Regions from separate parts of the Triticum aestivum genome. Here region 2 is linked to region 1. A link is a contact called in public Hi-C data. All regions are on one chromosome and are shown on one strand. Each heading gives the region's core, a stretch centred on a gene start, on an enhancer-like site or on the middle of the called end of the contact. The rest is flanking DNA. Distances are from core to core; before and after follow the strand shown.

Region 1 (3,636 bases), core at 348-2,847:
CTTCTGGCATTCTCTGTGACAAGAGAGTGCCACAAAAGTTAAAAGGCAAGTTCTACAGGACGGCGGTTCGACCCGCAATGTTGTATGGCGCGGAGTGTTGGCCGACTAAAAGGCGACATGTTCAACAGTTAGGTGTGGCGGAGATGCGTATGTTGAGATGGATGTGTGGCCACACGAGGAAGGATTGAGTCCGGAATGATGATATACGAGATAGAGTTGGGGTAGCACCAATTGAGGAGAAGCTTGTCCAACATCGTTTGAGATGGTTTGGGCATATTCAGCGCAGGCCTTCAGAAGCTTCAGTGCATAGCGGACGGCTAAAGCGTGCGGAGAATGTCAAGAGAGGGCGGGGTCGACCAATTTTGACATGGGAGGAGTCCGTTAAGAGAGACCTGAAGGATTGGAGTATCGACAAAGAGCTAGCTATGGACAGGGGTGCGTGGAAGCTTGCTATCCATGTGCCAGAGCCATGAGTTGATTGCGAGATCTTATGGGTTTCACCTCTAACCTACCCCAACTTGTTTGGGACTAAAGGCTTTGTTGTTGTTGTTGTATATATATAATATGTTTCATATTTTCGTAAATGTTCACAGGTATGAAAGAGGTGTTCATGTATTACGTGTAAATTCAAAAACAAACAACAACAAAAACCAAAAAACTGGTGTAGATTTTTTTAGAGACACCCAGAATGGCATCTTATATTTGTTATTTATCAAGAAAAAAAAACAGCACAATGGAAAGACAAATTGGACGTAGATCGACTAGTACAAAATGAAATTACATTGCAAAATATACTAGGCTTCTTCTTCCTTTGATTGTACACTTCATCCAATTGGAGCGCAACAAATTTTATGGTGCTCATGAGAATGTCACTGGCCGCCCCGTGAGTGGCGTTGGCATCAAAGACATGGTATATGCTTCCTTCCCTTGTTCATATGAGCATATATCGTGCTCCTATGCACGTAAATCTATCTTGTTGGTTTTCATCTCTATATGTAGGCGTTTCAAGCTTTGAATTCCTTCAAGGTCCAAAATGCGGGCAAGCCATTCACCTTCAGTCATTGTTGAAGGAAAAATCACAATTGCCAAAAGTATAAGGAGCAACGTGCGGCACAAAAAAGAGGTGGGGGCCTAGTCGTCAACCCAAGTGAAAGTGAGAAGGGGCCAAGGAGAAAGTGGAGATCATGGCGGCCGACATGAGCAAAAGTTCATCCAAGACCGAGATGTGTGGTCATCTTTTAGTTGCTTCTTTTTTCATGAACTATGACTGTAACATATGAACTATAGTTATGGCGATCCTTTTGGTGCACTGTAGTACATGCTACGTGATGATGAAAATATATTTGTTGAAAATAAACGACCGAGACGGAACGAATGGGTCAGGCTGATGCACTGCCAGATTGGCGTGGACAAGGGGGTGGATGCCGGCCAAACTGACGACCTAATCGAAAAAAAAACATATTGCGTGTCCATTTGACTCGGTCGGTTCGAGTTGGTCTCAGCCCAATCCCAAGCCCAAACTCTTCTCCCCAAAGCGTCAACCCAACGCGACCACCTGCTGGTCTGGGACTTTTGGCGTCCATCCGACGCGATTTTGCCCTTAGATAAAAGCAAAGCCCTCCCCACAAACCGCAAACCCCGCCCCGCCCCTTCCCTCCCTCCCCCAAATTCGCCCAACACCTTCGGAAACCCAATGGCGAGCTTTAACGCCGCCGGCGCCGGCGCCGCCAACCCCAACCCTAACAAATCCCTCGAGGTGCGTGCGCTTGGCGAATACTGTTGCCCTTGGTCTAAATGGCTAAAACCTAATGTATGTGTCGATTCGACCGGGGACTGCCTTCGTTTCGTGCAGGTGAATCCGCCGCCCGGGGACTCGGTTTCCAGCCTCAGCTTCAGCCCCAAGGCGAACCACCTGATTGCCACCTCCTGGGACAACCAGGTGAGCTCACCGCGGCCGTCCGAGGCCTAATGTGTGCGGATAATCGTTTTCTGTTTTGGTGAATCGGTGAGTGAAATTCTGAGATGCGATTGGGCTGTTTGGTTTTGGACGCAGGTTCGGTGCTGGGAGGTTCAGCCTGGCGGCCAATGCCAGGCGAAGGCGTCTATTTCGCACGATCAGCCAGTACTGTGCCCTTCTTATCATTTCCTTATATTAGCTCAGCATGGATCTTCAATTTTAGCCTTTGTGGACTGCTAGGTCGCTCTGTCCATGTCTAAATTATCTGTGACCACTAAGCTAGGTTGTTTAGTGTAGGTCCTGTGCTCTGCCTGGAAGGATGACGGGACTACTGTTTTTTCGGGAGGTTGTGACAAAGTGGTGAAGATGTGGCCGCTGCTGTCTGGCGGCCAGGCCACGGCCTTCTCAGGGCACGAGGCGCCGGTCAAAGAACTCGCCTGGATACCACAGATGAGCCTTCTTGTCAGTGGGTCTTGGGATAAGACTCTGAGGTGATCAAATGTGCACAAACCTCAAGTTACATTGATTCCTTTAGAATTAGCTGCGACTCAAATATTTGGTGTTTTCTGTCCAATTTCACATGATATGTTGCATCATAACAGTGGATGCAGTGTCCAGTTAGATAATTTGTAAAGGACCATGCTACATTATCTTCAAGCACCATGCTGATATACGTACAAACACAATGGACCTACAAAATTGACTTTGTTAACATGATTGCTGATCATTTTGTTCGGTCCAACCTTACGTCTATCAAGGTACTGGGACATTCGACAACCTAATCCAGCGCACGTTCAGCAACTTCCGGAGCGCTGCTATGCACTCTCACTTAGTTATCCTCTAATGGCGGTCGGCACTGCTGATCGCAACGTAGTTATCTTCAATCTGCAGAACCCACAGGTAAATTATTTCTCTTTACGTTGTATATCTGGTTGTTTACATGGATGCAGTGGAGTTGTACACACTTTATTTTTAATCCATCGTTCTTGTACAGCATTTACACATGTTCTGTTTCTCAACTCAATTGCTAGCTACCATTGTTTAGTGTCCAAGTACGTAGTTTATGGCTTTCTGTAACGCCTACTTCCACTGTTTTCCCCCCCCCCCCCCCCAATGATATTTTCACTGTTTTTCAGTGCTATTACAACAAAGTCTTACTCTAGCGGGCAGATATCCATTATAGCGATTGCCCTAGAGGGAAGATATCATTGTGAAATTGACATTTTTCATTGTGTGAAGTGTTTTCAGTGGTATGCTAAATGGTGTTAGCAAATAGCTTGCCTCTCTTAGTTGTTAAAATTTTCAAGGTTTGGAAAAAAAATAGCTTGCCTCTCTTAGTTGTTTAAAGGTTAAAATTCAAACTGCGATAATTCCCCTAATGTGGTTGAGATTTTAAAATTTCTCAACCATCGCGGTGTTGGCTTATTCCTGGCCTGATGAACATTTAGTTGGAGTTAAGTCTTTGAAGGTGAAAAATCGTCAAGGTGACAATTTCTTTCCTCAACCTGTAGCAAGAGTAAATAAGCAATGCTTTGCTGTGGGTTGAGAGAGGCAAGCTATTTGCTAACAGCATTCAAAATTTCTCAACCATCGTGGTGTTGGCTTATTCCTGGCCTGATGAACATTTAGTTGGAGTAAAGTGTTTGAAGGTGAAAAATCATCAAGGTGACAATTTCTTT
Region 2 (3,386 bases), core at 624-3,123, 190 kb after region 1:
GAATAGATGTTGGAGCCCGCGTACCGTCTCCAATGGTCAAGTCGAGGAATTAAGAGAGAAAGAGAAAGTCACGGCAAGAGTATTTTATCGAGGGAAGGTCACGGGAGGAGTCAGGACTCAAGAGCAAGCCAAACATATTTTTCTATAAACTGGTTTTACATAAAATAATTTGTAAAACCGGTTTTGCTAAACATCAGCTAAAAACACGTTCTGTATAATCCCATGGCTAATATTTGTTAGCCAAACAACCACTAAGAGACGTGTAGGCTGTGGAGATCGATCGTCTTGGAGACGGAGATAGCGCTGAAAATGTGGGCATCGACCATTGTCCTAGGGGAGAGGTCACGGCTGATCAAGTCACCGACCGAGCGGGGCAACCTATTTTGGAAGCCAACTACTGTATTAATAAGCGATGGATGCACGGCCATGAGCGGCATGGCGGAGATGGATGTATGGATGAATGATTGGACAAGGAGCACGGGAGAAGGGAATCGGAGATTGCGACGGCGTCCGCATGCGGGCAGGCAGCGGTTGCGGCCCGGGCGATGCGCGGACAAACGCGCGGCCCTTGCGTGACGCCCGTGACCGTTGCCCCCATGTGAGCCGGGCATGTGCGCGCCAGTCCGCGCGCTCGTCTTACCGCGCCCTCTTGCCCTGTTCATGGCCACACGTTAATTCGGTGGGCTTCGTTCCCACCAGCTTCACCTTCACCTTCACGTACAAGGTTGATGTGCGCGAGCAGCTCAAAACCGTTGGCTGCCACGGGCACGGGAGTACGTATGCTTGGTTCAGAAACGGACTAGCCTCCGCCTCGGCTAGATGCTAGCTCGTCCCGTCAGTGATCGATCACATGTCTGCCTTTGGTTTTGGCAACCGATCGAAAAGTGGGCACATACGCATAACTGCACTGCGTGCACAGCCATGGCATGGCAGAGACGCATCAATCTTCCACAGCTTAAAAACAAAGGAGCAGGGATCTGGCATGGCACCTCTATAGATTAAACGTACGGACAACCATGTCTATCATTGAACACGGGGGCAAAACCGCCGAGGATGCCGGGTAAAGCACATTCATAGCCATCTGGGTAAACTGACTAAATTCTGCAAAGCAAATGAGCTGTTAGGCTTGCCTGAGATGACTTTTTTTTTACTTGCTTCCCTCCTTGTTTCTTAGAGCTGTAAACAGAACAAAAAATATTTTGGTTCAGCGAGATGCATGTGAGCGTTAGTAATTCCGTATATTAGTAAGAGCAAACTCTAGCAGAGTCCTCATATTGGGCCGATCAGCATAATCACAATTGATATGGCGATTTTGAATGAAAAGGACATTTTAGCAGGGTCAATAAAAAAAGGATGTCCTAATGTCCTATTGACAAGTGAGTCTCACAATATGAAGGCAGCCAATATATAGACTCTGGGTTTGTGCATCACCTTGGTATCCTCCATAATGCATATGGATCTTGGATTAGCTGCCAAACTGGACATACTAGCGCTCTAATTGCACGTGATCTCTTGGACCACAGGGAAGGATATATATAAAGGAGAACGGCCGTTTTGTTTCCCCACAAAATCTGCTCGTGAATAAATCGTATGCTTCATTCCTGTTCCAGTAAATCGGTGTCAAAGAAGATGCGGAGCAAAGGGTATAGATGTGATTATAGCAGAGAGAGATTACTGAATATGTCATAATAGATGTGGTTCACCACCGACAAGTTCTCACTGAATAACCGCCGTAAACAAATTGCCAAGCATACATGATCATGGCGAGGAGCATAAGCAACAAGAAGACATCACTTACCAATTCCCTGTGCAGCTACAAGACCTTTGCATGCACGTGAGTTGGGGCCCCATTTCCCGCATTCATTTTCATCTAATCTTGAGAGGGAGGCGCAAACGTGGCAGCCCTGAATCTGAAGCTTGTTATTTAAAGAGAAGCCTCTGTCTTTCCCTCCTCACAAGCAATCCACACCTCTTGTGTATGCTGTCTATCTATCTACTCCCCAAGCACGTACAAACACTCTCCACACAGCTAGCCAACAGGTACAACAGACACAAGGATGAAGCTCAGAGTAAAAGGCTTCGGCCTCCTGCTTCTCCTTGTCTTGCTTGCTCTATGCTCCACCATTGATGTCTGTGACGCGAGGAGAGGCAAGCATTGGAGGCCAAGGAGCTCGCCGAGCTCCTCTCTGCTCAAGAAGAAAGGGAAGGCAAAGAAGGGCAGCTCCCACCGGCAGCACGGGGGCAACCGGCGAAGCCCGCCACCAGCCCCCCCTGGTGTTGGCAAAGGACACCAGACGCCATACCAGCCAAGCCCCAATGTACCTGTAAGTCCGAGCCCGAGCCCGAGCCCCAAGCCGAGCCCTGCCAAAGGCAATGGACATACAAGTCCACAGCCTTCATCTCCAAGCTGTGGAAAGGGCAGGCAGCCACCGCCGCAGCCACCACCTGCGGCCTCAGCCTCACCAGGCGCGGTGTTTAACGTGGTTGATTTCGGAGCCAAGGGTGATGGAATTTCAGACGATACAAAGGTTGGTCAACATCACTGCCCCTCAAATTGCTGTTTTATCGAGAGAAAATTCGCTAACTTGTGTAGCATCATGCATTCCCCGACTCAGAAATTCTCACTGCCAATTCCATTTTGCACTGCCCATTACCCACGCATGATTACTGTCCTATGATCCATGATCATCGACTACTCTCACATGATTTCCAGTGCAGAGCCGCAGGAAATTGTCACTAGTGACATACCTTTCTGTAGTCAGTATTTGCATGACTGCCTGTGCTTGCCGGAAATTTTATTTGTTTCTTTTTGGATTGTTCTGTCCTTCACATGTCCACACTTCAAGCTGGTACGGCTTCCCCTTTTTGAGGAATCACGTTCTCTTGGTGAACAAAGTGGGCATCAAGTCAGGGTTAACAAAAAACTGAAGAATATATTCAGGGTTCGCAAGAAAAACATCGATATTTTTTCAAAATATTGTTTGCACGCGGGAAACATATCGATGGCAAAAATTGGGATCGACCAACTATACCTTTTTTTAGTGTTATATAGTTCTGGAAAAACCAGTTCCTTAAATTTTTTTCTTAAAAAGATTGAAATGTTTTATGTAGAGGCATACTTGAAATCCAAAATACACACCAGAAAATAAAAATCAATGGTGGTTAAATTCATGGAAATTGGGAGATGCATTGAAAGTTTCCAAAAATTAAGCTTCAACCAACATTTAACAGTGTATTTGGGTTTCTTTTCAGCCAAAAGAAATCCTCATTTTCTGGGTACGGTTTAGGATTGTTTCACTCCGACAAAACCATAGGGGCACAGTGGAACTATATAGGAGTACTATGATTAGCTTAGTCTAGTCTTTTGAGAACAAACCTCTAATAAA

The links. A called contact is a pair of places that touch in the nucleus more often than the background predicts.
Region 2: a contact with region 1 is called in a Hi-C map of leaf, with 3 times the contacts expected there. The contact joins the promoter of LOC123061559 here to the promoter of LOC123061557 in region 1. A contact is called at or near these places in 2 of 5 Hi-C or Micro-C datasets (both in leaf).

What each region holds. Positions count from the first base shown.
Region 1 is chr3A:440,497,188-440,500,823 of IWGSC CS RefSeq v2.1, forward strand. LOC123061557 (protein RAE1) reads left to right here and starts at 1,598. Exons shown (of 11, transcript XM_044484718.1): 1 at 1,598-1,756; 2 at 1,853-1,939; 3 at 2,054-2,122; 4 at 2,255-2,448; 5 at 2,716-2,857. The coding sequence starts at 1,694.
Region 2 is chr3A:440,687,151-440,690,536 of IWGSC CS RefSeq v2.1, forward strand. LOC123061559 (polygalacturonase At1g48100) reads left to right here and starts at 1,874. Exons shown (of 7, transcript XM_044484720.1): 1 at 1,874-2,528. The coding sequence starts at 2,058. LOC123061561 (a long non-coding RNA gene) reads right to left here. Exons shown (of 3, transcript XR_006429120.1): 2 at 1,432-1,601; 3 at 989-1,176.